Linked DNA regions of Mus musculus: regions 1, 3 and 4 are each linked to region 2. The links are chromatin contacts, called in public HiChIP or PLAC-seq and Micro-C maps. All regions are on one chromosome and are shown on one strand. Each heading gives the region's core, a stretch centred on a gene start, on an enhancer-like site or on the middle of the called end of the contact. The rest is flanking DNA. Distances are from core to core; before and after follow the strand shown.

Evidence for each region. A called contact is a pair of places that touch in the nucleus more often than the background predicts. HiChIP or PLAC-seq counts read pairs in DNA pulled down with a chosen protein or histone mark.
Region 1: an H3K27ac HiChIP or PLAC-seq map of double positive thymocytes shows a contact between it and region 2, with 3 times the contacts expected there. The contact joins the enhancer-like site here to the promoter of Iqgap1 in region 2. A contact is called at or near these places in 6 of 115 datasets of contacts at active chromatin or transcription factors (bone marrow-derived macrophages, double positive thymocytes, embryonic stem cells and 2 more) and 1 of 9 other capture datasets (liver).
Region 3: a contact with region 2 is called in a Micro-C map of muscle stem cells, with 5 times the contacts expected there. The contact joins the promoter of Hddc3 here to the promoter of Iqgap1 in region 2. A contact is called at or near these places in 3 of 39 promoter capture datasets (hippocampal neurons, liver and pre-B cells), 1 of 484 Hi-C or Micro-C datasets (muscle stem cells), 1 of 115 datasets of contacts at active chromatin or transcription factors (astrocytes) and 2 of 9 other capture datasets (adipose tissue and liver).
Region 4: an H3K4me3 HiChIP or PLAC-seq map of bone marrow-derived macrophages shows a contact between it and region 2, with 4 times the contacts expected there. The contact joins the enhancer-like site here to the promoter of Iqgap1 in region 2. A contact is called at or near these places in 2 of 39 promoter capture datasets (hippocampal neurons and pre-B cells), 1 of 15 datasets of contacts at CTCF or cohesin (the NIH/3T3 cell line), 7 of 115 datasets of contacts at active chromatin or transcription factors (astrocytes, bone marrow-derived macrophages, differentiating embryonic stem cells and 3 more) and 1 of 9 other capture datasets (macrophages).

Annotation. Positions count from the first base shown.
Region 1 is chr7:81,072,119-81,078,861 of GRCm38.p6, forward strand. Alpk3 (alpha-kinase 3) reads left to right here. Exons shown (of 14, transcript NM_054085.2): 4 at 4,755-4,872; 5 at 5,428-6,715. Among named protein-coding and RNA genes, the nearest start is that of Alpk3, 18 kb to the left of the region's middle. Within about 2 kb of position 3,468, at least 100 of the 459 cell types and tissues checked have an H3K27ac peak or open chromatin away from gene starts, as enhancers often do. A contact at or near this core is called in bone marrow-derived macrophages, double positive thymocytes, embryonic stem cells and 2 more, where this site is marked.
Region 2 is chr7:80,801,738-80,808,275 of GRCm38.p6, forward strand. It overlaps Iqgap1 (IQ motif containing GTPase activating protein 1), which reads right to left and starts at 1,594. Exons shown (of 38, transcript NM_016721.2): 1 at 1,404-1,594. The coding sequence starts at 1,458.
Region 3 is chr7:80,337,668-80,344,713 of GRCm38.p6, forward strand. Hddc3 (HD domain containing 3) reads left to right here and starts at 5,470. Exons shown (of 4, transcript NM_026812.2): 1 at 5,470-5,582; 2 at 5,872-5,927; 3 at 6,049-6,289. The coding sequence starts at 5,471. It overlaps Unc45a (unc-45 myosin chaperone A), which reads right to left and starts at 2,552. Exons shown (of 20, transcript NM_133952.2): 1 at 2,402-2,552; 2 at 1,884-2,045; 3 at 1,647-1,683; 4 at 1,174-1,349. The coding sequence starts at 2,452.
Region 4 is chr7:81,153,054-81,160,532 of GRCm38.p6, forward strand. Slc28a1 (solute carrier family 28 (sodium-coupled nucleoside transporter), member 1) reads left to right here. Exons shown (of 18, transcript NM_001004184.3): 11 at 347-472. Among named protein-coding and RNA genes, the nearest start is that of Slc28a1, 42 kb to the left of the region's middle. Within about 2 kb of position 2,153, at least 81 of the 459 cell types and tissues checked have an H3K27ac peak or open chromatin away from gene starts, as enhancers often do. A contact at or near this core is called in bone marrow-derived macrophages, differentiating embryonic stem cells and memory CD8 T cells, where this site is marked.

The DNA of each region.
Region 1 (6,743 bases), core at 2,218-4,717, 270 kb after region 2:
AGCAAATCCATGTCATGGACTTCAGGAGCAACGTTGTTGTTGTTGTTTGTTTGTTTCTTTGTCTTATCCCTGTATCTCATGATGCCCAGCCATGGTCTCCTACTGAGGCGCACCTACCAATTGAGTCTGTGCAGTTGTCAGGGCTCTGGGCAGCCACAATATCCACATCTCCAGTCGCTGTTGTTCCCTCCTCATCCCACATGGATCCCAGATCTGAGTTCATTCAGTTTTCTGTAGCAGATTAGAAAGAGGTCACCATGGTATCACCAAGAGTGGGTTGTGGGAAAGGGGGAAGGGAAACAGGAGGGTGCCAGGAACTGGGGAGACAGCGTTAGACATTCGATCTCAGTCTAGAGGTGTTCTTGGCTGATCAGTGGCTGAGACTGGCCTTTGTGTAAGGCTGCTGCTGTCTCTGCTTGTCTTAGCGGAGGCAGTTGTTCTTCCTCCCTGGGAGAAGCATTCCCTCCCCCAACAGAGGTAGGATGTGTCAGCCCCGACTCTGGGACCTTGCCAGGCGAAGATGATGTTTTCCTTATGGTTGGAACTTTGTCTCGGGGAGGAAGATTTAGCTGTAGCAGGAGAACAGGGAACTGGCTGTTCTGGGAGGGAAACCCCTGCGGACCTGGAGCAGGAACACAAGACCTACAGCATTCTTTCACTCACTGTGGGGACAGACAGTGGCTGGGCCATCTGACTCCTGGCTCCTGCAGGCCTCTTTAGGCTGGAATGTTACTGTCTGAGACTGCTCATCTCTGCCCAGTGTGGTGGCCTCCCCATCTACTCTCTTCAGTTCTGGGGTGCATTCTGTATTGGGGTGTGTATGTGCACGTATGTGCTTATTCACATGCTAAGGCAGAAGAAGAAAACATCAGAGGTAGGTAGGTTGAAGCCAGGGACCTAATCTGTGATAAGAACCACATTTATTGAATGAAAGAAAGAAAGAAAAGAGAAAGAATCCTATTTTGGGCAAATAAGTCTAATATGAGGACTTTTAGGTGCAAAATGTTATACACTGGCCCTAGAGTCCTCATTGGGAAGAATGCTAGAGAAGGGAAGTTTCTATGTCATTTGACAGCCATGTAGCCCTGGGTAGTAATTCCCTTAGCTCCGGTGGGGCTTGCTTTTCTCCTGTGTGAAGCAGGAATCACAGCGCTCACTGCATAGCAGAGAGGGATTGGAGTCTGGGCCCTTCTGCTTCCTCACTGGTGACTTTTGTAGAAGTCTTAACTCATGAGCCTTAATTTCCTTTTCATTTCCCTTACTTAAAAAAGCCTTTAACTGTTTTAATGCATGTATGCTCCAGAATATTATGTATAGCATGTGTGTAGCAGCGCCCTAGGAGGCCTGAAGAGGGCGCCAGAGTCTCTGGAACTGGAGTTTCAGGTGGTTTTGCAGGACTGCGTGGGGTCTGGGAACTGAACTCCAGGCTTCTGCAAGTGCAGCAAGAGCTCTAAACCTTGGGTGTGGGTCTCGATGTCTTGTACTGGGGATTGTGACTACATCCTTAGGAGCATTCTGATCTGAGAGTAGATGGGACATGCGTGAGGACTGTCTCTTGGCTTCTGGCACACAGTTAAGTCTTCCTCAATAAATGTGAGCAATTTGAGTTCAGAGGAACCAGGGAAAATTCCATATCTGACAGTTAGTTCTCTTAAAACTCTAAACTCCTATTTGTCTGACTCTGAGTTTCTTTAAATTAGGAGTGACTGGAAAAGACAGTGGGTGTCCAAGTTGGGTTCCCTAGGTGAGCCTGCTAGCTGTGCAGCAGACCATAGGCTGTGAAGGGGCAGGGGAAAGCTACAGGCTCAGGTTCTATTTTGAACTCTCCCAGAGTTCATTCTCTCTCTCTCTCTCTCTTTTCCCCTCCCTCCCTCCCTCCCTCTCCCTCCCTTTCCCTCTCCCTCTCCCTCTCCCTCTCCCTCTCCCTCTCCCTCTCCCTCTCCCTCTCCCTCTCCCTCTCCCTCTCCCTCTCCCTCTCCCTCTGTTTGCGTGTGTGTTTGCATATGTGTACCATGCATGGAAGTATGTGTGGAGCTGAGTTAAGGACATAATCCTCTTGAGCTTTTGTGTATTTATATAACATAGTAACCATCACCCAGGAAGTAACCAGCACGTTACAAATAATCTTGTTTTCAAAGCCATTTGTTTTGTTTTGTTTTGTTTTGTTTTGTTTTGTTTTGTTTTTCAAGACAGGGTTTCTCTGTGCAGCCCTGGCTGTCCTGGAACTCACTTTGTAGACCAGGCTGTCCTTGAACTCAGAAATCAGCCTGCCTCTGCCTCCCAAGTGCTGGAATTAAAGGCGTGCACCACCACCGCCCAGCTTCAAAGCCACTCTTGCTATGAAGCCCTGATCCCCATTATTGGCAGAATTATGGGGTGTTCCTGTGGCTCAGGCTCAGCTGTGTAGGCCACTCCCTGTTCCCCTCCTTGTCCCAGGCCTTTGCCCCACTCCAGCCTCTCTTGGACTGCAGGCTGAGGATGTCCCTCCCGGGCAGGTCATGAGGCAGAAGACTCCAAGGCCCTGGTGGGTGAGATCATCCCACAAGATGGTGAGAGCACCTGTGCTTGCCCTAGCCACACGCACAGTGATGTAACCCAGGGCTTTAGCGCACAGTGGAAACACAGGGCTCAGTTTACAGCCAGCACAGCCCAGTTTGTTCCTGGCCCAGCCGGCTGTAGCCCTGCCTCCCCTGCTCCCCGCTGATGTTCGACTTCCCTTGCTTGCCCTTTGCCCTTCCTCATATGCCTCGGATGGGGCTCCCGTGGGTTTGTTTCCTGTTCCTTACTCCTTTGCTTGCTCCTCTGACAGGGGGTTATGGAGGAACCGCTATGCAGGCACTGGTGCAGGCGATAGAGATACGGTAGTGAACACAGGATGGCTCCTGCCCACTTGAGTCTTGGGTCTAGTAGGAGAGATGGCCAAGGAGCTAAGCTAAGGTGTGATTAGTGGCGGGAAGGGGAGGGGCTGGTGACTGGGGGTATGCACCCATGCCTTCAGTATTACTTGATCCAAGACCAAATCCCCAGCCAAGGAGCTCGCTTCTTTCTCTGGACCATAGTTCTCCATACAGTTGATGTATTCATTGGTAAATATTTACTTATTGTGGATTGCATTACCAGGCACTATTCTAGGAACTGGGGATGCAGCATTGACGAACACAGATAAGTCCCCGCTGTCACGAAGCCAATATTCGATATTCTGTGATGGGCACACTGTGACAGACAGGACACACACAAATTAACAAGCTCAGTGTGTCTCATGGCAGTGTGCTCTAGGAAGAAAGATGCAAGACGAGGGAGGACAGCAAGGCTGAGGGGAGAGAGCCACAGGCTCGCACAGGCTGTTGGAAGGCCTCTGTGAGGAGTTAGACAGGAAGCAGAGTGGCGCAGGATGTGGCCTCCTGGGCTGTTAGTGTGAGCCAGCAAGACTGAGGCGGGGGTGCGGCTCACAAATGGGAGAGGGAGATGAGATCAGGTCACTGCCACAGCGACAGGGTGCAGACTGTGTGTGCCTGTGTGAGGTGGGGCTCCTGGGGTGCTCTGAGTGTGGCTGAGAGTAGATGGATCTGAAGTCACACTCTGCTTGTGGCGTTTCCAATTGAAGAGAGGCCACGACAGGGGCAGCGAGGCCATCAAGGAAGGTCTCCCTGGGACCCAAGTGGGGCATGAAAGTGGTGGGGACTAGGATGTGACAGGAAATGGTCAGATCCTGGGTCTGCTCCCAAGGGTGAGCCTGTAGGACTATCTGACAGGGTGAGTGTGAGAAGAAAGGAAAAAGGAGGACTCGGGGCTGTGGCCTGAGCCACACTGGGGGATGGGTTGTCCCCTTACTGAGCTGTGTGTGAATAGGCTTGGGATACGGATAAGGAGTCGGATGGGTCACACCTGTGGCCTGCTAGGCCGTCAAGTGCAGATATGAAGTCAATGTACAGTCTGGAGTTGAGAGGAGAGGGCTGGACTAGAGGTTGCAACAGCAGGGGGTCCTTGCTGCTCCTTGAGCAGCTAAAGCCAGTCTAGGAAGTAGGCAGTCAGGCCTAAGGATCAACGAGCGATTTAGCAATGTGCACGTCACAGTTGACTTCGACGGACAGTTCAAGTGTAGCAGAGGAAACAGGAGTAGAGATGGAAGACAAGGCATAAAAAGCTCCACAGACGGCTTCTGCAGGCTCAGGTGCAGTGGCGCACATCTCTATCCCAGCACTCAGAGGCAGAGGCAGGCAGGGCTCTGTGAGTTCAAGGCCAGCCTAGTCTACATGGTTCCAGGACAGCAAGGCCTATATAGAAAGACCCTGTCTTAATAATAATAATAATAAGCCAAGTGATGGTGTCATGTGCCTTTAATCTCAGCACTCTGGAGGCAGAGGCAGGTGGATCCCTGTGAATTTGAAGCCAGCCTGGTCTACAGAGTGAGTTCCAGGATAGCCAGGGCTACACAGAGAAACCCAGTTTCAAAGAGACCAATAAATGAATAAATAAACAAATAAGTGAATAAATAAAAGATCTCTCTTCTAGTTGAAAGCTAAGAAGTCTCTTCCCCCTAGTTCTCATCCTTTCAGTCAGAGGGGAGAATGCTTTCTGCTTTGACAGATCCTACTTTCTGAAGCTGAGCTGAGTGACAGGGACAGTGCCTCCGGAGGGCCCGGGGCACTGGAACCGTCCAGTCTCTTCAGACAGCTCGAAGCCCTTGCCTCTGCGTCTCCTCCCACTACTTTGGATCTCACCTACTATTATTCAATCTCTTGCTTCCTTGTCAGGATACCCAGAGCCAGAGGTGACCTGGTACAAGGATGACATAGAACTGGACCGTTACTGTGGCTTGCCAAAATACGAGATCACTCATCAAGGCAACCGTCACACCCTGCAGCTGTACAGGTGAGGGAGAGGGGCCGGCATGGCTCTCTGCCCTCCCGAGGGCCCTGCGCTGGATCCTGCCATCAGACCTGGAGTCAGCTGGGTGGAAACGCCCAGGCACTCTCTGGAGTTAGAGGGCAGGGCTCTACTACTGAGTTGATCTACCTGGTGAACTGTGCTTTCTGCCAGTGTCTGGGATCTCCCCAGGCCAGGGCAGACGTGCTTCTGACAGCCACAAGTGAGTGCAACCAGAGGAGGCCCTGACCCTCAGAAACCTTTTCCATGAGGTCAGCAGCCAGGAAAAGCAACAGTGCCGTCATTACTACTCTCAGGGCTGTGTTGGTCACCTGCTTCTGAAGGGAGCTCTTCTGGGCCCCGAGTCTAATCCCTCCTGGGACAGCATGACCTTGGTCAGCTGTCCTCTTGTGGCCTCAGTTTCCTCCGTTGTAGCTGAGGAAATTCATGACGCCTAAAGTAGGGCACGACTTGGATTGGGAGGGAGCCGGTGGTCAATGCCAGAGACTCTGGCTGTGGGGAGGAGCGGGGAGAGATGGCGCCTCATGCTCCTACCTCTAGGTGTCAGGAAGAAGATGCTGCCATCTACCAAGCCTCTGCCCGGAACACCAAGGGCATCGTGTCCTGCTCAGGGGTCCTAGAGGTGGGCACTATGACGGAGTACAAGATTCACCAGCGCTGGTTCGCCAAGTTGAAGCGCAAGGCTGCAGCCAAGATGAGGGAGATTGAGCAGAGCTGGAAGCATGGAAAAGAGGCTTCAGGGGAGGCTGACACGCTTCTTCGCAAGATCAGCCCCGACCGCTTCCAAAGAAAGCGCCGACTGAGTGGAGTCGAAGAGGCTGTCCTCTCCACGCCAGTCAGGGAAATGGAGGAAGGCTCCTCAGCGGCTTGGCAGGAAGGAGAGACTGAGTCTGCTCAGCACCCGGGGTTGGGTTTGATCAACAGTTTTGCTCCTGGAGAGGCGCCCACCAATGGGGAGCCTGCTCCAGAGAACGGGGAAGACGAAGAGCGTGGCTTGCTGACATACATCTGCGAGGTCATGGAACTGGGGCCTCAGAACAGCCCTCCAAAGGAGTCTGGGGCTAAGAAGAAAAGGAAGGATGAGGAATCTAAACCAGGAGAGCAGAAGCTGGAGTTAGAAAAGGCAGAAGGGAGCCAGTGCTCTTCAGAAAACGTCGTCCCCAGTACAGACAAACCCAACTCCAGTAGAAGGGAGAAGTCCACGGATACACAGCCAGCTCAGACCCAGCCCAGAGGCCGGGTAGCACGGGGGCCTGGGATAGAAAGCACCAGGAAGACAGCCTCTGTCCTGGGCATTCAAGACAAGGTCCAGGATGTCCCCGCCCCCGCCCCTGCCCCGGTCCCCGCCCCAGCCCTGGCCCCGGCCCCTGTCCCAGTCCCTGCACCCACCCCTGTTCCAAGCCGCAGCTCAGAGCAGGTGTATTTCTCCCTGAAGGACATGTTCATGGAGACCACCCGGGCAGGCAGGTCCCAGGAAGAGGAAAAACCTCCACCTCCAAGTACCAGGGTAGCTGGAGAAAGTCCCCCAGGAAAGACACCAGTCAAGTCTAGACTGGAGAAGGTACCGATGGTCTCCAGCCAGCCCACATCTTCCATGGTTCCCCCGCCCATTAAGCCTTTGAACAGGAAGAGATTTGCCCCTCCTAAATCCAAAGTGGAGTCAACTACTACCTCTCTCTCAAGTCAGACTTCAGAATCTATGGCCCAGAGCTTAGGGAAGGCTCTACCTTCAGCCTCTACCCAGGTCCCAACACCCCCTGCTCGACGGAGACACGGCACCCGAGATAGCCCCTTGCAAGGACAAACGAGCCACAAGACTCCAGGAGAGGTAAGTGTGGATATTGAGTGCTTAGAGG
Region 2 (6,538 bases), core at 344-2,843:
CTCCTACTCTAGCCCAGACCCATCCTGTGATCACCACTATTTGACAGCTGAGGATACTGAGGCTGGAAGAACTCAGTCAGAGGGCTAATCAAGGGCCTTTGCAGCCCACCTGACTCCAGGGCCTGTGGACTTTACCTTGTAGCCATCTGCCTTCTCCACTGTCTTCCCAAGGGATAACTCCTTGGGAAGGCAATCAGAGCTATTCTCACTCTAGCCTGGGCTACTTCGGGAAATCCTTTTTACTTTTCTCCTCTCCCTTTCAATTCCACCTCTGCACTTCGATGCCCTCGGTTTTCCACGTACAGTAACCCTATGTTCTCCAATACCATATTTAGTTTGTGTCTGCCCTCTCAAAGTCATGTCTTGCTCACCCTGCCCCACACTGCATCCTCCAAGCCTCTGTTTAAAAGTCAGCACCTACCTTCCCATGGCCTTGTTAAGTCCCTTCTCTTCACCCCCATTACTCTTTATACCCAGTTAGAGTTAGTTCATGCATCGTTTATCTTTATTGCACCTTATTGGTTTTTTTCTTGGAGCTGAGGACTTGCACTTGCTAAGCAAGCACTCTACCACTGGGCTAAATTCCCAACCCCTCATCTAATTATCAATCTCTGTACACCTGTCTCTTTCTCGGACAGGTTTTGAAGGCACTGTTTGATCTTTTTCATCCCTAATTTCACAAACGTAGCACACATTATAACACTATCCAATGCATAACTGGATGTGTTAAAGTATCCTTTAAGAAAGTACTTTTCCCAAAACATAAAATCTAAACCTGGGACTCAAAGGGATCCTCTTGTAACTACTATCCCACGTACAGCTGGTTAGTTTACTAAGGTTGCAGGGATAGTCACAGAAAATGAGGAAGTGGGGGGAGCCGGTTTGGGTGTGTTTATGTTTTAATTTTACTTTTGAAATGCTAAAGAAAGAACCCAGCAGGAGAAAGCATAAGCTGCTTGCCTAAAACTGCACCTCGCAGCTAGCCTGAGGCTGCGCGGGTCTGCGCCCTGGGTCACCCTCGCAGGCAGCAATCCGGGCAGCACCTTCCCACCACGCCCGAGCAGAACCCCTGGGTCCAGTGCCCAGGACACGCCCTGCACAGTCAGTTCTCCTGCCACCTCACCCTAGGCCGTCTTCCCCAATCTCAGTAGAACTAACCGGTGGAGGAGCTGGGTGGGGCTCCCCTGCCGCAGCGCCTAGCGAAGGCAGAGGCCTCCAGGTTTCTACCCGCCGCCTCCGGAGCTCGAGAAGGCTCGGGCGCCAACCTTGCTACCAGCCATACAGCCAGCTGCTCTTCCGGGTCCGTGCGGTCCCAAGCCACCCGGCGCACCCGCCCGGCTGAGCCCCTGGGAAAACCCGAGCTTGGTCCCTCGCCCGCGCACCCCCAAGCCCTCGGCACTCACAGCCATAGTGCGGCCGGACCACACCCAGGCCATCAACCTCCTCCGCGGCGGACATGGCGGCCGAGTCCAGGTCTCCGGTGAGGAAGCGCAGAGACCTTGAAGACGCGGGCGACCGTAGCAGCAGTAACTCCTGCCCAGTGCGCGGGCTGTCGCTGTCCTCAGAGCCCCGCCCCGCGCCATCGGCCCCACCCTGCAGGTCCCGCCCCGCAGACCCCGCCCTTGAGTCCACGCCCAGCTGCGCTCCCCGGAGCGAGCGGAAGGGGCGTGGTCAGTATTACAGGACCCGCCCCTGCCCTCTTCGCTCTCCACTTGCGGAAGCGAGGAGGCGGGGTGCTGTAGCGAGTCCCTAGGCCGGCTTGGTCCGTTGTCCCGACACTCCTCCGCTGTCGCCCTATCTGCGGCTCTGACTAAAAGGCCGCCAATGTCTACAGCTTGAAATCCAAATGTTTTTAGGCGCCTGCCTTCTCCTGACAACTGAGTTAACCCCCTCTGCACCGCGGCTCCTTCAAGGAGCCGTTGCAAGTGGCCCAGAGTGTGATTATTGGAAGCAAGTAGGACCCACTGTCAGGAAAGACTCCCACTCCTACTCTCTGCTACATTCTGTCAATCTGACCTCTGTTCTCCCCAACAGTGCTAAAGAATAGAACTGCTCAATCTCTTAAACTGGGGGATGACGATGCTCACGCGGAAGAGCTGTTTATCAGCTCTTTACAATCTGCAAGATCTTAGGGGGGTTATCTTGACCCTATTAATAAGGATGCCTCGTCTCTTTACCCTTGTGATCTTTTAAAGTGCCAGTATTCAACCGAATTCTATTCTGAACCAGCCTGGATTGGAGTGAATCACTGGCTCTAATAATAATAATAATAATAATAATAATAATAATAATAATAAAGTAAAAGTCCCATTCTCAGGACTCTTACCCTCACCATAAACAGTTGATGGCTTCTACTTACAATCCAGACCATCTAGAAGCCCCTCAGTAGTTCCAAACTATCTAACGTGCATTTTTGGACCTCTCACAGACACTAAAACCTGTCAAACGTTGATCCTGTTCCTGCCCCACTCTCTGGAAGTGTTCCATCACCAGTCACACACACACCCCAGGTTCCTCGACTCACCTCTATTTCTGAAGCATCTAGTTTTGTTTCTGTCCCCACCTGTGATAACACTTTTTTGATCATCATAATCTCTATTCTCACTTGTGCCAACCAGATCATCATGATTGCCAGCATGCTCTTTCCAAAGTACGGAGTTCTTTGGGAAGGGGGACAAGTCTCACTATGTAGTTCTGGCTGTCCTGGAGCCCACTAAATAGGCAAGGCTACCCTTGAAGATCCACCTGTCTCTTCCTCCTGATTGCTAGAACTAAAAGCATGTGCCACCACACCCAGCTTCCGAGTTCTTGTCATAGATGTAATTTTTCCTGTTACTCCCTTCACAGTGCAGTTTGTGTACTTTCCCATGCCAGGTGGGCACCTTTACAACCCAATTCCAGGCTCTTTGTTCCAGCCATTTTCAATTTACTAGCTCTTTCCTTACAAACTTTCTTCTTAGTTGGGCATGTTGAGGCACGACTTTAATCCCAGCACTCAGGAGACAATAGCAGGCAGATCTCGGTGAGTTCAAGGCCAGCCTGGTCTACATAGTGAGTTCCAGGACAGCCAGAAATGTGTAGAGAGTGTGTCTGTGTGTCAAGATAAATAAATGAAAAGTTAAGAACTTTATATAGTGCTTAGGATACAGCCCATGCCCTGACATGCGCTAGTCAAGCCCTCTGCCACTAAGCTACACCCATAGCCCTGAGCTCCTAAAGGAAGAAGATAACTTACAATCTATAAGCAGCTGCACTACACCAGTCATCTTAGTACTCTTGGGGCAGAGGCAGAAGTCCTCACTGCAAGTTCGAAACCTGGGGTAGGCAGGTGTGTACAAGATTCTGTCTATAAAGAAACAGGAAAGAGAAAGCATACAAGAGGGCAGGGGATAAAACTCAGAGGCAAAACACTTACTTGCCTTGCATGCATGAGGCCCTAGTTCTATCTATGTACGTATGTGTGCCTTGTGGTTACCTGGCATCTGAGGTCAGTGGAAGGTAGGAGATCCCCTCAAACTGGAGTTACAGTTGGTTGTCAGCTACCATGTGGGTACTGGGAATCAAACCCAGGTCCCCTTATCAGCTCTTAACTCCAGCCCCAGTGTATGATGCTTTGTCTATTCATGTGTCTCTGTTCCATGTGCATTCCTGGTGCCCTCAGATGCCAGAGAAAGGGATTAAATCCCCTGGGACTGGAGTTACAGCCAATTGTAACCCATCTGGGCACTGGGAATCAAACCCCAGTCCTGTGGAAGAGCAGCCACTGCTTTCCCTCCGTCTCTGAGGCATCTATCCAGACAATACCAGTAGCTTTTTGAAAACCAAACAATTTGGGTTACACTCAGTAACTTGGTTACTTCTGTATCTTCAAGCATTTAAAAGAATGTCTACAAAACTATATTTGATTTTCTTTTTAATTTATCCAATTATCTAATGGCAAGTCGAGAACTACCTGTAGGTTAATAGTAAAGGGGTCACATGGGACAAAGAGACAGGTGTCTTCCTATGTTAGGATGAGGGTTTTTTGTGTGTGTGTACAGCTCTAGGTGTATAATTCGTGAGGTTCAAAGGAGGGCAGTCCAGGTCCTATGCTATACAATTCTAGGTTAATAGGAGCCATCTTGAATGTGAGAATTAGTCCTGCCATCTCTGCTATGAAAATTAGAGCAATTCTGGTCTAAGGTCACTGAGCACAGGGTTGAAGCTCTTTAGGGCCACTCCAGCCTGGCCTGCCTTCCATTGTGATTTCCAGCCTGGGATTTGTAGAGAGACAGATACAAAGTCTGTGGTAATGGTTCCTTGGGAGAGAGAGGGCAGGAGGATCAGGAGTGACATGTAACTATTTCAGCTCATCTTTTTACCTTACTAGTATATGAGTCCATAGGTGGGCTGCCCTTGAACTATAAATGGCAATTAAGAATAGAGAATACGGAACTGGATATTAGAGTTGATAGCCCCTGGTCTTAGAATGGCTCTAATCACCACTCAGCATGGAGGTACACATACATTAATCATAGCACGTGGGAGGGCTAAGACAGGAGAATAGCAAATTTGAAGCCAGCTTGAGTCACATAGTAAGAACTTGTAGCAACACAAAGTAACAAATGAAGAGATTCTTTTCAATTTTTTTGATGCTGTAAAAGATACATGATCAATAGGAACCAGACTTCAAATTTTAAGTTGTAATTTTCTTCCTTGGGCTAGAGATAGTGAGCAGATGTCGTGCTGAAGGATAGCATCCCTACTCTGGGCAGAGAGATTAAGCCGTGGCATCTGCACATTTTTCAGCTCACTGTGTTTTCAACTTGTGTGGGTGGTCTGAGACATGCCACCATACGCAGAAGAGAATCTGCAGTTCTTTAGTGGGAAGCTGGGTGAGCAAGAGACATCAGGATTTCTGAAGTGATGTTTAAATGAAGATAAATTCTGAACTCACAAATTATGATACCATTTTTGCTTTAAAATATAAAGACATCCAACGGCAGTAATACACACCTATAACCCCAGTCCTTGGGAGGAAGAGTCAGGAGGATCAGGAGCTCAAGGCTAGCCTTTGATACATACTGAGTTTGAAGCCAGCCTGGGATACCTCGGACTCTTTCTAAGAAGAAGAAAGAAGGAGGAGGAGGAGGAGGAGGAGGAGGAGGAGGAGGAGGAGGAGGAGGAGAAGAAGAAGAAGAAAAAGAAGAAGAAGAAGAAGAAGAAGAAGAAGAAGAAGAAGAAGAAGAAGAAGAAGAAGAAGAAGAAGAAAGAGAGAGGGGGGGAGAGAAAGAGAGAGAAAGAAAGAGAGAGAGAGGGGGAGAGAAAGAGAGAGAAAGAAAGAGAAAGAAAGAAAGAAAGAAAGAAAGAAAGAAAGAAAGAAAGAAAGAAAGGAAGGAAGGAAGGAAGGAAGGAAGGAAGGAAGAAAGAAAGAAAGAAAGAAAGAAAGAAAGAAAGAAAGAAAGAAAGAAAGAAAGAAAACAGTCAGGAATAGTGACATGCATCTGTATAGCCCTGATCTCAGGAGGCTAAGACAGAAGAATAATAGGTTCAAGAACCTCTCTTGGTCAGAAGGGAGAGATTTGGGGATGATGGTGTGCTTGTCTTTCATGCCTAGAGGCAGAGACAGGCAGATAGCTATGAGGTCCAGGGTAGCCTGGTGTACATAGAGAGTTCTAGACAAACCAGAGCTACATGATGTGATCCTGTCTCAAAAAAGAAAAGAGAAGCACCCAGGACAATATATTAACAGTAGTCTCTCTAGGTAGTGAGGTTACTGGACTTGTGGACCTTGTTTGTTTACGTCTCTATGTTCTTTACAGTGAAATACTAGAAATACAATATCACAGTGAACACAAACACAAAGAAAGTTCATTACATACCAAATCAATCCATAAGTAGGCATCAAATGGCAAAATAATGAGCTATCTGGTCATTTTAGGAACTCACATGGGTTCATGACCTCAAGAGATCTATAAGCTGATGGGAATGGGCAATATTAACACAATGGCTAGAGATAAGCACCCATGACAGAGGTTTCCCTTGGCCTGTGTACTGGCTAGTTTTGTGTCAACTTGACACAGCTGGAGTTATCACAGAGAAAGGAGCTTCAGTTGAGGAAATGCCTCCATGAGATCTAACTGTAAGGCATTTTCTCAATTAGTGATCAAGGGGGAAAGGCCTTGTGGGTGGGACCATCTCTGGGCTGGTAGTCTTGGTTCTATAAGAGAGCAGGCTGAGCAAGCCAGGGGAAGCAAGCCAGTAATGAACATTCCTCCATGGCCTCTGCATCAGCTCCTGCTTTCTGACCTGCTTGAGTTCCAATCCTGACTTCCTTGGTGATGAACAGCAATGTGGAAAGTGTAAGCCGAATAAACCCTTTCCTCCCCAACTTGTTTCTTGGTCATGATGTTTGTGCAGGAATAGAAACCCTGACTAAGATAGCCTGGAATAACCTTAGCTTCTCATCTGCCTGGGGTATTCCCACTTAACGTCCCAGCCCCAAATGGGATGTTGCTGCCTTCCTTCAGTCACTTCCTTACTGGGTTCCCAATAACAT
Region 3 (7,046 bases), core at 4,220-6,719, 460 kb before region 2:
GTGATTAGAGGTATTCACCACCAGGCCTGGCCTTTAGTGGACATTGTTTTTTGTTGTTTTTTCAAGACAGGGTTTCTCTGTGAAACAGTCCTGGCTGTCCTAGAGCTCACTGTGTAGATCAGGCTGGCCTCGAACTCACAGAGACCTGCCTTTCTCTGCCTCTGGGATTAAAGGTGTGCACCACCACCCCTGGCTTGATGTGCATTCTTAACAGGCTTTTATTTTTATTTTATTTATTTAGTGACAGGGTTCCTCTGCATAGCCCTGGCTGTCCTGGAACTCACTCTGTAGACCCTGCTGGCCTCTAACCCAGAGGTCCGCCTGCCTCTGCCTCTCGAGTGCCAGGATTAAAGGCATGCGCTACCACCTGGCTTTTAATGTCAAGCTTTACTGACATTTTTCATTGGACTGTCACGGATTCAGCCAGATATTCTCAGACAGGCTCCACTGTTTGGATCGTTCCCTCATGAACATAGTACTTTCCTACTTAGATTACCGCATATTTTGCTTTTCCATCTACCAATCAGCAGAGCCCGCGTCTAGTCATATATGATCCATTTCTCAGAAACAGCACTGACCTAGTCTGTTTAGGTTTTTTTTTTCTCTTCATTGCTGGGCATTTAGGCAAGTTCCAAGTCTCTCTTACTATAAACAAGGCTGAAATAAAAGTCAGACGCCTGAAATTCCAGCCCTTGGGAGGTGTAGGCAGGAAGTCAAGGCTATCCACAGCTACGCAGCCAAGTCCAGGCCTAGCCTAGGTTACATGAAACCCTGTCTTAAAAAAGTAAAACTAAAAATGTTTTTGGAAGCAAGAGAATCAGGGGTTCAAGGCCAGCTTCGGGCAGGTAGTGAGTCTAAGGTCAAGAGGGGCTAACTAGATCATCAGATATTCATTTACAACTTTGATATGCTAAAGCACTACAGCCTAACAGAGCCAAATCACTTCATACCTTCGCCAGGTACCGTAAGAGTCCACGCACCCACACCACTTACATACAAGGACAAACTTATACATACACAGAAAAAAACATGCTTTAAACTTGATTTCCTCCATCAGTCTGAGCATTATTAATTAATGTGTATTTGTTACCAGTAGCTCCTCTCTGGAGTACTGTGTCTACATCCTTGTCCCAGACCCAGGCAACTCCAACTTCTCTTGGTACCTTCACATACCTTCTCCTGAATCTGGCCCCCAATGTTCCTCAGCGACTCCTGGAAAACTTTGTTCTTGGGTTCTAGGCTCACACATCTCTTCAGGTCAAGGACAGCCTGGTCCAGGCGGCCCAGCTTCTCTAGGGCTTGGCTTCGGCGATAGAGTGCTTTGACATCCCCACCGTCCTTTTCAATGGCTGAGCACAAACAGGAACTCTATCAGCACCCAGGAGGCCACCGTCTCCAGGCAAGAGCAGTAGGGATAGATCTCGAGGGCCAAAGGAAGATAGGGGTACGAATGTGGAGCTCGGTGCTTCAGCCTCAGAAAAGGTGAGGGCGGCTGCAGAAAAGGAAAGGCCGAAGAAGTGGGAAAGCAAGTAGAAAGACGAGTGACTGGGTCCAGAGGAGGAGAAAGGGATGGCTCGGTGGCCCCAGAGTCCTTTCCCACCACAGAAGACCCCATTGCTCCATATGAGGACCCACACCCACCCTACCTTTAGACGCCTCTGATTCTGCTTTGCTGTAATCTTCCTGTAAGAGAAAGATCAGGAGCCTGAGAGTGGCAATGGCACCCTTGTTTTGCTGAACCACCTGATCCCCCACTACCCACGCCTAAAGACCTCTGGCAATCGTGCGTGGCTAGGAAATGCCCAACTGGTGCACAAACAGCAGCGGCTATGGGCAATCCCAGGCCCAGGTAGAACCAGGTTAGAGCAACCCGATCCCCTCACCAGCTTGAGGTGGCAAGCAGCCCTGTTTCGGTGCAAAATGGCCTGGTCCTGGGGCGTCGCGCCGAGACTCAGGGCCTGTGTGTAGGCGGTCAGGGCGCCCTCGTAATCCCCGCATTTGAACAGCTCGTTGCCCTCCTTCCGCAGCTGCTCGGCTGAGCTGGCCTGGAGAGAGAGAGAGAGAGAGAGAGAGAGAGAGAGAGAGAGAGAGAGAGAGAGAGAGAGAGAGAGAGAGAGAGAGAGGGAGAGAGAGAGAGAGAGAGAGAGAGAGAGAGAGAGAGAGAGAGAGAGAGAGAGAGAGAAGAGAGAGAGAGAGAGAGAGAGAGAGAGAAGAGAGAGAGAGAGAGAGAGAGAGAGAGAGAGAGAGAGAGAGAGAGAGAAAGGCGTTGGGCAGAGCAGCGCGCCTGGGAGAAGAGCCGGGTCTTGGCCGAGTCCCGTGAAGGGCTAGAATAAGGTGACGGCGACCAGGTGCGAAGGCGCATGTGTGAAAGGGGAGATGGCACAGGAGAATCAGTACGCACCCCGGGGTCGGAAGGTCGGGGCTCGGGGGTCTCCGGGCCACTCACAGTCATCACGAAGCTAAGCTCCAAGAGCCAGTGCAGGCGCAGTCTTTAGAGCAAAGGTGTCCCTGGGATCCGCGAGATGCCGGCGACTGCCCCGCCCCAGCAATGCGTCAGTGTTACGCTAAACAAGGCGAGGCCAAGAAGTGGTTGGGTCTGTGCAAGGGCGGGGTACTCGCGTTGCGCAGGCGCAGGCTCAGGCTCAGGGCTGCTTCACGAGCGCCTAGTCTGTTCCCACTGGAACCTGTAGAGGGCGCGCGGAAGAGGCTCTAAAGGAAAGGCGGCGGCAGCCGCTGGAGTTTTGTTTTTCTCTCCGTCCCCGACCACGGCAGAAGTGCACGAAATCTGTAGTCATCAGTGCCATCAGCAGTAGAGTGTAGATGCCCAGTGCTAGGAGCGGGCCTGGACCCCTGGGGAGACAGGAGAGACTCAAGGTTGTCTACTGGCTGCTACAAGTCAGGGTTTGCAGAGCCCAGAGTCCCACGAGAGCAGGGGATAAATACAGATGCATACACATATTTTGCATACAAATCTGGGAGCTCGCAAGTACCTTGAAGACAAACGCGGCAGATTCAGAATTAAACCTCCTACTACAATGTGTCCAAGATTAACAAATCCTCTTTATTAACACCGTCCAAACCCCTTAAGACAAAGCAGCTTCTGTTACTTGTTTTCATTTACAGCATTGGTTGTAATTATGATTTAGTGACTTCCTCTCCACTAATCTGGAAGCTACAAGTCTCCCACTGCAGAATTCAAGGACAGTGCCCAAGACACGGGAGCACTCTGCCAGTGTTCTGCGAATCCGGGACTAGAGTTCTTACCTGAGGATGGGTGGTGGCTGAAGCGAAGACAAGTTAACTTGGTACAGGGCCTCAAATTCATCCAGGGTACAGCAGGAACCCCCGGCAGCCTGCAGGTGGCAACAGTAGGCTTCCTCGGGAGTGTCAGAGAGGCGCGGACAGAAAAAACCAGGGTAGTGGCCGCCTTCTGCATCCCGTGTAGTCTGGCACAAATGGGGGTGGTGAGCCAGGGCTGGAGAGAAGCAAGACGTCTATAGAGAAGGGAGGTTACCCACATCCCCTTCACCCTGCTCAAAGTGCAAAATGGGGTCCAAGTCCCAAAGAGAAGAGAAGAGGAGGCTCTCTCCACCCCTCACCATCAGATCTCCCGTACCCCAAGTCACCCTCAGAGGATAGGGAAAGTATTATACCTGAGAGGTCGGTTGGCTGGGCAAGATTCATCCAACTGAAAAGCAGTCCCCCACACAGGCCTGTCAGCAGGAGCCCTGGACCTCTCCCCTGGAGGCCCATAAGAAGTCGCCTCCACCTCAGTCGTAGTCCTAGGAATCCAACAGGGGTTCTAAGCCCTGGCTACAGACAAGAAGGAAGCTGAAATTAAAGTCCCAAGATTTGCAGGGGTGAAAACTCCTCTATTATAAGCTTGTGGAGAGATGAGAGTGATTGGGTCCTATCATCTGCTGGGAAATGTGAGGCCTTTGGCTCTAAACTGCCTATGATTTCCTAAGCAGAAGGGAGGAAAGGAATGCCAGGAGAGAAAAAGTTGAGCCATTGTCAAAAAGGAAGAAAGAAAGAAAGAAAGGAAAGAAGAAAGAAAGAAATGAAATGAGCGTGTGAAGCCAACTGTGTTTCTATCTACCCATTCCTCAATTTCTAGGCTGCACGGACACCTTGGGGGATATGGATTATTCCATTTTAGACCCCAGAGACCTCTGTTCAGCCTGTGGGGCATCCCTCTGTAACTGCAGCGCCATGGCAACCACCAAGCCTGTCAGAGAGTCCAGTCATTAGGCTTTCCCCTGAGCCTTATCTCCCCAGCTGCCAGCCCAGACACAAAAGCTACCTGCCTGGTGGAATACACTTAGCAGCTGGCTGTCTCCACTTCTCAGAACCCTTTGGGGAGATGCCAAGGTCTTGCTTATCCCTCATACTTCAGAGCTGCCAACGCCAAGACGGGATTTCTCCAGAAGATCCAAAGCTCGATGGCCGGTAAAGAGAGAAGGATTGTTCCAGTGCCTACCCAAGCTAGGCAACACTATGCTCCTGAAACCGCGGGGACAAGACTCACTACCTCAAGGGCCCAGAGCAGAGGTCTGGGGACTGAAGCAGGCTCCCTCATGATTCAAGAGATGAATGCAAACGGTTTCTGTAGAAACAGTGTTGTGTCCCAGGAGCCCACATCTGAAGCAATTAAGCAAGATCCAACTCTCCAGGTCAAATCCTAGCATCTCTAGGGCCAAGATGTTAGGTTCAGATGCCCAAGATAACAGAGACTGACCCTGTGAGGAGAGCGATGTTTGGAGCACGTTGAAAACGGTCTGGGTGTTGTGCCAGGCTGTAGATGGCCTTTTTCTCGTGGAAGACGCTGTCTCTGCCTCCCAGGCTAGATAAAATGGGCTTTCCCCCCACGATCCCACGGCCACCCGTGCCTTCCAGCTCTGTACCCAGCACTCTGTGAAACTATCACTTTTGGTTTTGTCTCCCTTTTCTGCAAAGACTGTTAGTTCTACTACGTCCTGGGGCATGGTGGGGAGAACGCTGCACCAGCCGCTGTGATTGTTGAAAACTTCTATATCCAGGATCTCGGTCTTTAAAGAACCTCCGTTGAGAATGGGATGATGGTTCAGTGGGTAAAGTGCTTGCTGCACAAGAATAAGGACTTGCATTCTTTCAGATTATTGCAATAGCCAGGTAAAAAAGCTGGGGATGGCAACCTACGCCTGTTGTACTGTGGAGGCAGAGACAGGAGACTCCTTGAAACTCGTTCGGTAGCTAGTCTTGCTAAATACCTGGGCTACAGGTTCAAGGAGAGTCTTTGTCTCCAAAAACTAAGGTGGAGACTTATAGCCTCTATAATCCACACGCACGCGCACACACGTTGGGGGAGGGGGGATGAATGAATTACAGCTTGTTAGAAATAGTTCCGTTCTCCGAGCCTCCGAAGCGCCAGGCGGCGCTATAGGTGATTTGTTCGGACTCCGAAGCTTCAGTCCCTCGCGCCACCAGCGCAATGGGCTCGGAGGCAGCTCAGCTGCTGGAGGCTGCTGACTTCGCCGCTCACAAACACCGACAGCAGCGACGAAAAGATCCTGAAGGGACTCCCTACATTAATCACCCCATCGGTGGGCGCGCCAGTTGGGAAGCAGCCCTCGCGGCCCGTGGCGGGTGGGGACTAACTGGGACGGGAACACAAAGCGCATATAAATTACTGAGCGCCTTCTTCGAGTCCCAAGCGTTGTATCAACCACTTTTCATGCGTTATGCGTGTAAGCCTCACCTGGGGTAGAAGGCAGGAGTGCTCCCTTGGTACAGTCGATATCCCAAGAGGGTAAGGGACTTTCCAAGGTCATCCAGCTGGTGAGGTGCTACATCTGGCTCCTTCTAGACTGACTTCTGCTTTGCCCCTGCCAGGTGTAGCCCGGATCCTAACCCATGAGGCTGGAATCACTGATATTGTGGTGTTACAGGTAAGGCTACCCTTCTCTGCCAGGAGGCTGGTGCGGGAAACCAGAGTACTGTTGAACAATGGGTGCTATTTATTTGGCTAGTAGGTTAGTGTCACTGGGCTGAATGGTAACCTATCCCCAGGCCGCCCTGCTCCATGACACAGTAGAAGACACAGATACTACCCTGGATGAGGTAGAGCTGCACTTTGGAGCACAGGTTCGACGCTTGGTGGAGGAGGTAACAGATGACAAGACTCTGCCCAAACTGGAAAGAAAGCGGCAACAGGTGGAGCAGGCACCACACAGCAGCCCAGGGGCCAAACTGGTGAAGCTGGCAGACAAGCTATACAATCTGAGGGACCTGAATCGCTGCACCCCTACAGGTATGCTCTCCTACTGGCTCTGAGGAGAGAGGGGGAGGGGATGGCCAGCTTCTGAAAATACAGGTTGGTTAGATTCCCAGAAATAAGTCGGGGGGTAGAGTGGGGAGGGGTGGTCGTAACACCTCCGACTAAACCTCTGTCTTAGTCAGGGTTTCTATTCCTGCACAAACATCATGACCAAGAAGCAAGTTGGATCTCATGGAGGCATTTCCTCAACAGAAGCTCCTTTCTCCGTGATAACTCCAGCTGTGTCAAGTTGACACAAAATTAGCCAGTACAATTGACCCCTTGTCAACTTGACACACAAAAACATCACTAGTAAGCCTCAACCCTTACAATCTTATTCATCCCCAAGATCTAAATAACTTTAAAAGTCCCACAGCCTTTACATATTCTTAAAATTTCAATCTCTTTAAAATATCCATCTCTTTTAAAATCCAAAGTCTTTTTACAATTAAAAGTCTCTTAACTGTGGGCTCCACTAAAACAGTTTCTTCCTTCAAGAGGGAAAATATCAGGGCACAGTCACAATCAAAAGCAAAAGTCAATCTCCAACCGTCCAATGTCTGGGATCCAACTCACGATCTTCTGGGCTCCTCCAAGGGCTTGGGTAACTTCTCCAGCCAGGCCCTTTGTAGCACACGCATCGTCCTCTAGGCTCCAGATGCCTGTACCCCACTGCTGCTGCTGCTCTTGGTGGTCATCTCATGGTACTGGCATCTCCAAAACACTGCATGACCCCTTCAGTCCTGGGCCT
Region 4 (7,479 bases), core at 903-3,402, 350 kb after region 2:
GCCTCTGTTTGCTTCCCTGGAAAATAAGAGTCCTTTCTGTCTTAGGTTGTAAGCACAGAGGGGGAGGTGCCTGGGTGTGAGGAGCACGGTAAGTGTCAACACACACGGGTAGGGTAGGGTGGTGGTATGCAGGTCCTATCACAGAGGAGGGAGGACAATGGGGCCCAGAGAGGCTCAGCTGACTAGAAACCCACCCTCTGTCTCCTCTGAGATTCTTCATCAAGAACCATGACCTGTCTCAAAACAAAACAAAACAAAACAAAACAAAACAAACAAACAAAAAACCTGTGACCATCACCCAGCCGCCACCGCGGCAGCTCACTGCTTGCCTTCTGACTCTTTGTAGACTGAAGCTCCACTGCTGATCCGGCCCTATCTGGCAGATATGACACTCTCTGAAGTTCACGTTGTCATGACTGGAGGCTATGCTACTATTGCTGGCAGCCTCCTGGGCGCCTACATCTCCTTTGGGGTAGGTAGAACTTTTCTCTGCTGGGCTATGCCAAAGCCCTGAAACTGCCTTTCTGGAAGCCCCACAAGCTCCTAATCACAGCAGTCATGGGATGTCCCCTCTCTGTCTCAAAGCCCAGCTTTGCCTGAGCAAGGCAGGCTTGCTGGGCTAAACTACTTGGTTAGACCTTTTTTTTTTTTTTTTTTTTTTTTAATGGTTTTAGAGTTTTATTGTAGAAAGGCGGGGGGGGGGGGGAGAAGGTAGAAGGAGAGAGAGGCTGGCCATGGCCACTTGAAGAGAGGGGGAAGGGAGAGAGAAAAGGAGGGCTAAGAAATGTCAGAGCTTAAAGAGAGCTGGCTACACTTTTCAAATGGCCCCTGGGTCAGATTCCCAGAATTCCATTTACTAAGCTCATATTATGTATCAGGCACTATGCTGGGTGCTTTAATATCCCCGTTTTATAGATAAGCAAATTGAGGCTCAGAGAATAAATTAATGGTTAAAGCCAGGATCTGAACCCAGATCTGACTCCAAATTTCATGCTCAGTTTTCCATAGGCTTTCCCTGGGGATCTGCCCTCCTAAATGATGTATATCATAATCCTCTCATGGGCCAATCCAGTATTACAAATTGGACCCTAAATTCACATAGGCAGAGAAAAAATTTACTTGTGTGTGTGTATGTGTACACATTTTTTCTTTTTCTTTTTTTTCTTGAAATTATTTATTTATATTATTTATATTACTTTTTCTTGAAATTATTTATTTATTTTATGTATCTTACATACACTGTAGCTGTCTTCAGACACACCAAAAGAGGGCATCAGATCCCATTACAGATGGTTGTGAGCCACCATGCAGTTGCCAGGAATTGAACTCAGGATCTCTGGAAGAGCAGTCACTGCTCTTTACCACTAAGTCATCTCTCCAGCCCCAATTTCATTTTTTAAAAAGAGCTCAGGGGCTGGTGAGATGGCTCAGTGGGTAAGAGCACCTGACTGCTCTTCTGAAGGTCCAAAGTTCAAATCCCAGCAACCACATGGTGGCTTACAACCATCTGTAATGAGATCTGATGCCCTCTTCTGGGGTGTCTGAAGACAGCTACAGTGTACTTACATATAATAAAAATAAATTTTAAAATCTTTTAAAAAATAAAATAAAAAGAGCTGTAATCCTAGCACTTGGGAGGCATAGGCAGGAAGATCAGAAGTCCTTGGTCATTAACTATATGTAGAACTGAAGGCTATTTTGCCTCAAAAATCAAAGAAAAAAACCCTAAACATAGGAAATTTGAAACCCCAAACTTTGTTGGTAAAACGGTTTAATAGTGACATATATACACGCTACCTGCATATCTTAAGGTCTTTAAACATCTTAACTTTGCTCTGGGCCTTGTGATCTGTTTTAAAAATCACCCCGTGTTCTTTCTAGACACATGAGCTTTGCAGACACCTCTAGTCATTAACTGGGACTTAAAAGGCAAGGAGGTATCTTACCACACTAAAAGAAATAAAATAAAGCCAAAGGAGGTGGTGGCACACACCTTTGATTCCAGCTCTTGGGAGGCAGAGGTTGGCAGATCTCTGAGTTTGAGGCCAGTCTGATCTACAGAGGGAAAGCCCCAGGCGGCAGCCATAGCAGGGTCTGGGAAAGCACCTAACAGAGGGACCTTCCGCTCTACTTCTTCTGTCCCTGGCTGCAGAGAGGCTCTCTTCTGCCCCCTGCCGGGCCTTAGCTGTCACTGCCTTCCCAAGGAGCCTCCCAGGTTCTTTTCCTTTGTTTTGTACAGCTGGCTTTTAAACTCAGGACCCCATATATGCTAGGCAAGCCATTGAGCCACACTCCCAGTTCATGGTCTCTTTATTTCCAAAGCGTTTTTACTATATTGCTTGTGTATGAGCACAGGGGCACACGTGTCAGAGGCACGCTTGTGTGGGTAGGAGGGAGTCAGTTCTCTCCCTCCACCGTGGGTTCTGGGGATTGAACCAGGGCTTGTTATGACAAGTGCTCTTACCTACTGAGCCATCTCAATGGTCCCCTCAGTCCACAGATTTCTCTTTGTGGCTCAGCCTCTGACCCTTGGCCACATCCTTTCTATTGCAGGTATTTGGATAGTAGCAGGACCTGTCCAACACAGTAGCCATGAACTCCTGAGTACTTGAAACATGGGCAGTTTAAGATGAGGTGTCCAGTATTCTTTCTTCACTGCTCAAGAGCAAACCCAGGGCCTCAATCCCAAATGCTAGGCAAGCCCTGTACCACTGAGCTAAGTCCCCCCTTTTTTTCTTAATGTCTAACTAAGTTACTTAGACCGCCCTTGAACTGGTGACCTCCTGCTTCTGCCTCCCAAATAGTCAGTGTTACAGACTGGTACCCCCAGCCTGGCTTTCTTTGCACTTTTAAACATGTGACTGCTGGCCACAGTAACCGTGTTGGTGCTTTTCTGGGTGGTGTTACATGCTATGTAGGCCCATCACCTGGGAGGTAAAGAAGAAGGACCACAAACTTGAGGTCACCATCAACTGCATAGCAACGTTGAGGTTAGCCTGGGCTACACAAGACTGAATCTAAAGAATGTAGCAGGAGTGAAATTACAGATATGGTCTCTGTTGAGTTTGTATTGGACAGTGCCAGCCTAGGTCTTCTCTTTTGTCACACAGCACCAAGTGTCACTTGACTGAATCATTTCATTATGACCTCCACATACATTTCCAATTATGCTGTTGTTCCAAAGGCTCTAGGATAGATACCAACTTTCTCTGCAAATCCAAACAAGCTGGTCTCTCAGTGCAGAGGTCTTGAACCCAGGCTGGTCATGGTAACATTCAGGAGTTGGTCACTCATGTTTCCTATTGATTTGCCCCTCAAGGGAAACAAGGATTTGCAAGATCCTGTACTCAGGATCAAAGCGACTCTGTTGCTTAGTTTCCATATCTGTAAATGAACAGACGTACTGTTTACCTGGCCACAAAGGATAGATGAAAATGGTCAGAAAACACTTAGCATGGTGCTGAAAAGTGACCATATTAAGATCAGAAGGTGGGCAGTGGTGGTGTACTCCTTTAATCTCAGCACTCGTGAGGCAGAGGCAGGTGGATCTCTGAGTTTGAGGACAGCCTGGTCTACAGAGTGAGTTCCAGGACAGCCAAGGCTATACAGAGAAACCTCGTCTTGAAGAACCAAAAAAACAAAACAAAAAACAAAACAAAAACAAACAAACAAACAACCCCCCCAAACCAAAACAGACCAGAAATCTCTCCTTTGTTTCCTTTCTCACTAAATACCATTCTGCAAGGTGGTGTGCTCATGTCCTATTTGTAGAGGGTGGAGGGAGGCCTGGGTGGCTGAGATGGAAGGCATTCCTGACTGTGCTCCTGGACGCAGGGCTGGGGGAGCTACAATAGGCTGGTGTGGGATGAACCAGCACCAGCTTCACTGCCTGCATGCAGAAGTCCTGCATCTCCATCAAGAGCAGGAACGGCCACTGTGGGATTTGAGGCTGTGGCCATATGGCTCTGGAATGTGTGTCCCCCCTAAAATCCAAGCTTACAAGCTGGGTGTACTCTTCAAGCTGAAGGAAGAGGTCAGGGTCTAGACTGGCAGACGGAGAAACCTCCTATTTCAGGCGTGGCAGTGTCCACGATGGTGCTGAGCTGCCAGGGAGGAGACAACTGAAGCCCTGAAAGTTCCAAGAGGGCACCACCCCGACTGCCCTCCTCCAGGAGGGATCAGGGTGCTGGGCTTGCCATCTAGTGCTGGTGGCAGGGAAGAGGAGTTGGGCCTCTTGATGGTTCGTTCGCATGGTGTGCAAGCGAGCTTTCTGTTACTAGGACAAAGTGCCCCAGAGAGAGTTGAAAAATGGAGATGTATTTTACTTATGATCATGCCTTTAGAGGTTTCCACCCACTTTGCCCCATCTCTGTGGGCTTGTGTTGAGATGGATCATTGCAGAGGCGGTGTGGTAGAATGGTTCTGTCCACCTCAGTCCACCTCAGGGCAGTCAGGGACGCAGAGAGACAGAAAAGAAGAGTCTGGGTGTAAGATGTACAGGCATGCCCCAGTGACCTACTTCTCCCAGCCAGGTTTTCCTCACAGTCAGTGGAGATGGATTGACTCATTGGTGAGTGCAGCTCCCTCCAGGCTCTGAGGCAGCTGAGGACCAAGCCTTCGTGAGGGACTTCATTTTCACACCCTAGGCGGTTTCTGCTTCTGAGTAAGGAGAAACAAGTGGGGTTTAGACAAAGAAGGAGGGTTTCAGGGCCTGAAGCTCCAGGCCTTCAGCTTCATGGATTCCTGTCTGTTCCCTGAGAACAGATGCCCTCTGCCTTTATTAGCCTGAGCCCATGTAACCTCACCTCCCGTTCTCTCCCTACTCCCGCTTGAGGCAGGGGCCTCACTGTGTAGCTCTGAATAGCCTGGAATTCACTCTATACATTAGGCTGGTCTTAAACTCACAGAGATTTGCCTGCCTCTGCTGAGACTAAAGGCATATGTCACCATGTCCAGAGAAGGGCATCTACCTCAAGCTGCCTGATGTGGGGCAGGGAACTGAACTCAGGTCCTCTGCAAGACAGCAAGAATTCTTAACTATGAAGGCATCTCTCCCTCCCCCATCTCCCCACCCTGCCCTTTAAAAGCAGAGTCTCATGTTTCTAGGCTACTACATAACCAAGGATGCCCTTGAATTTCTGATCCTTCCACCCAGAGTGCTAGATTTACAGGACTGTACCCTCCTTCCCAGCTCACGTAGTAACTGGTGACGGAACCCAGTGCTCCCTGCATGGTTAGACAAACACTCTGCCCGAGCTGCATCATAGAACTTTCTACTTAAAATCTAAAAACTGCTATTGGCTTACTGCAAAATTTAAGGAGAAAAGATCTATTTTGCTTTTCTGTTTTTTTTTTAAATAGTATAGAGTTATGGACCTATTGAAAGATATCAAAAAGCACCAAGAAAGAAAATCACTTCAAACCCAGCTCCCCGGAGACAGCCAGTGTGCTGACAGTCAGGGGCCCTTCCTGGAGACAGCCAGTGTGCTGACAGTCAGGGGCCCTTCCTGGGGACAGCCAGTGTGCTGACAGTCAGGGGCCCTTCCTAGGGACAGCCAGTGTACTGACAATCAGGGGCCCTTTCTGGACATCTTCTGGGCAATTTGGTGTTTGTGTTTCCCATAGTTACAGTCCTGCTCTTCACGCAATTTTGTGGGCACTTTCCCACCTTACTGCACTACTCTGAGAAGCATCAATTTCCAGAGACCATTCTCAGGATGGCTCAGTGGGGGAGAGCGTCGGTTGCTCTTAACAGAGAACCCACATTCTGTTCCCAGCACCCACATGGCAGCTCACAATCATCTGTGACTCCCGTCTCAGGACATCTGAGGCTCTCTGCTTGCCTCCACAGGCACCAGGCTCGCATGCTCCACTTGCATACGTGTAGCAAAACGCCCATTGACACAAAACAAATAAACAAATCCTTAAAAGAACAGGCTATTTGCTCCTTGTTAGTTAGTTAGATGGTTGATTCTGATTTCAGTGTGGTGAGTAGCTAAGTGGAGGGACGGCTGTTCATCTATCTCGGGAGCAGTGAGACTGTGTGTTCTGGAAGTGCCCCACCCCCTCAGAGCTGGTGGTGGTTTATGATCTTGCTGGAGTACTTGTCCAGTGTGATTTATAGAGACAGACCCAGTGCCTCCGTGCTGTTGAAAGAGGCCAATTCCCTAATACAGGAGTGAGACAGGCTGCCTTGCAGTGGTGAGTTCCCTGTCCCTGTAGGTATTCAAAAATAGGAGATAGGGGTTATACTCCTTTACCGCACAGAAGCTACGCAGAGGTAGGGATGGGCTAGCTGCTTCATCCATCCCAACTCAGTTCTTGTAGAGGAATTTTAATCCAGCAACATGGCTGCTCTGGCAGTGGATCACATCCAAAGACCTTCTAGGTCTGTGTGACCTGGCTGGAATGACACACCTTTAAGTAGAGGAAGAGGCTACGTGACAGCAGTGCAGGGAGAGACGGGGTGGGGGAGGCGGTTTTACTGGGACACTTTTACAGAGACAGGTTGCAAGTGAAGACAGGGTGAGCCAGAGAATAAGAAGGAGCCAGACGATTAGAACATATTGTCAGAGTTAGTTTGAAACCAAGCAGAGCAGTTCAGTCCAAAGCTGAGAGAAGCTGCATTGAATCAGTCAGCTTGGAAGATTAGATTGTACAGAGGCTAGAAACTTCCAGGACTAAGCCTAGGGTTAGTTAGAACAGAGAAGGAAACCCTCTGGGCTTAGCCCAAGTTGTATATTCGTGCAGCTTGGGTATGGCTCTCATCTCATCCCATCTTCTAAGGACCTCAAAACAACAGTTAAAAGTTCTGGAGCGTTGTCTGAATCTGTCACAAACTCCTCAGCCAGAATAGGATTAGTGGTCAAAGAGAGACAGTCTGGGCAAGGAGGAGAACCCATGAAATCAAAGCCAAAGGCTGTGCTAGATTTTAATTCTTCTCCCTTTATTTTGAGCAGGTCATAGTTATTTTTCCGGGGCCACAGTTTTTTTGTGTGTAGATGGGGTAGTGTCACTTGCTTGGCCTACCTTGCAGAAGTATTGTATTTTTAAGGAAGCAGTGACCACTCTTTTCTGTTGTTGTTTTTATGTGTCTCTTGTATGTGTGTATGTGTATCTTATATGTGTGTATATGTGTGTATCTTACATTTGTGTATATGTGTGTATATATGTGTGTATATGTATGTATATATGTGTATCTTATATATGTGTATGTATGTGTGTATATATGTGTATCTTATATGTGTGTGTATATATGTATGTATATGTGTGTGTATATATGTGTATCTTATATGTGTGTATGTGTGATATATGTTTATCTTATATGTGTGTACATATGTGTATATATGTATGTATATCTTATATGTGTGTATATGTATGTATATATGTGTGTGTATGGAAGAGAACAACCTGCAGGAGTCAGTTCTCTCTACCATGTCAGTTCCGGGGACTGAACTCAGATTGTCAGGCTTAGCAGCA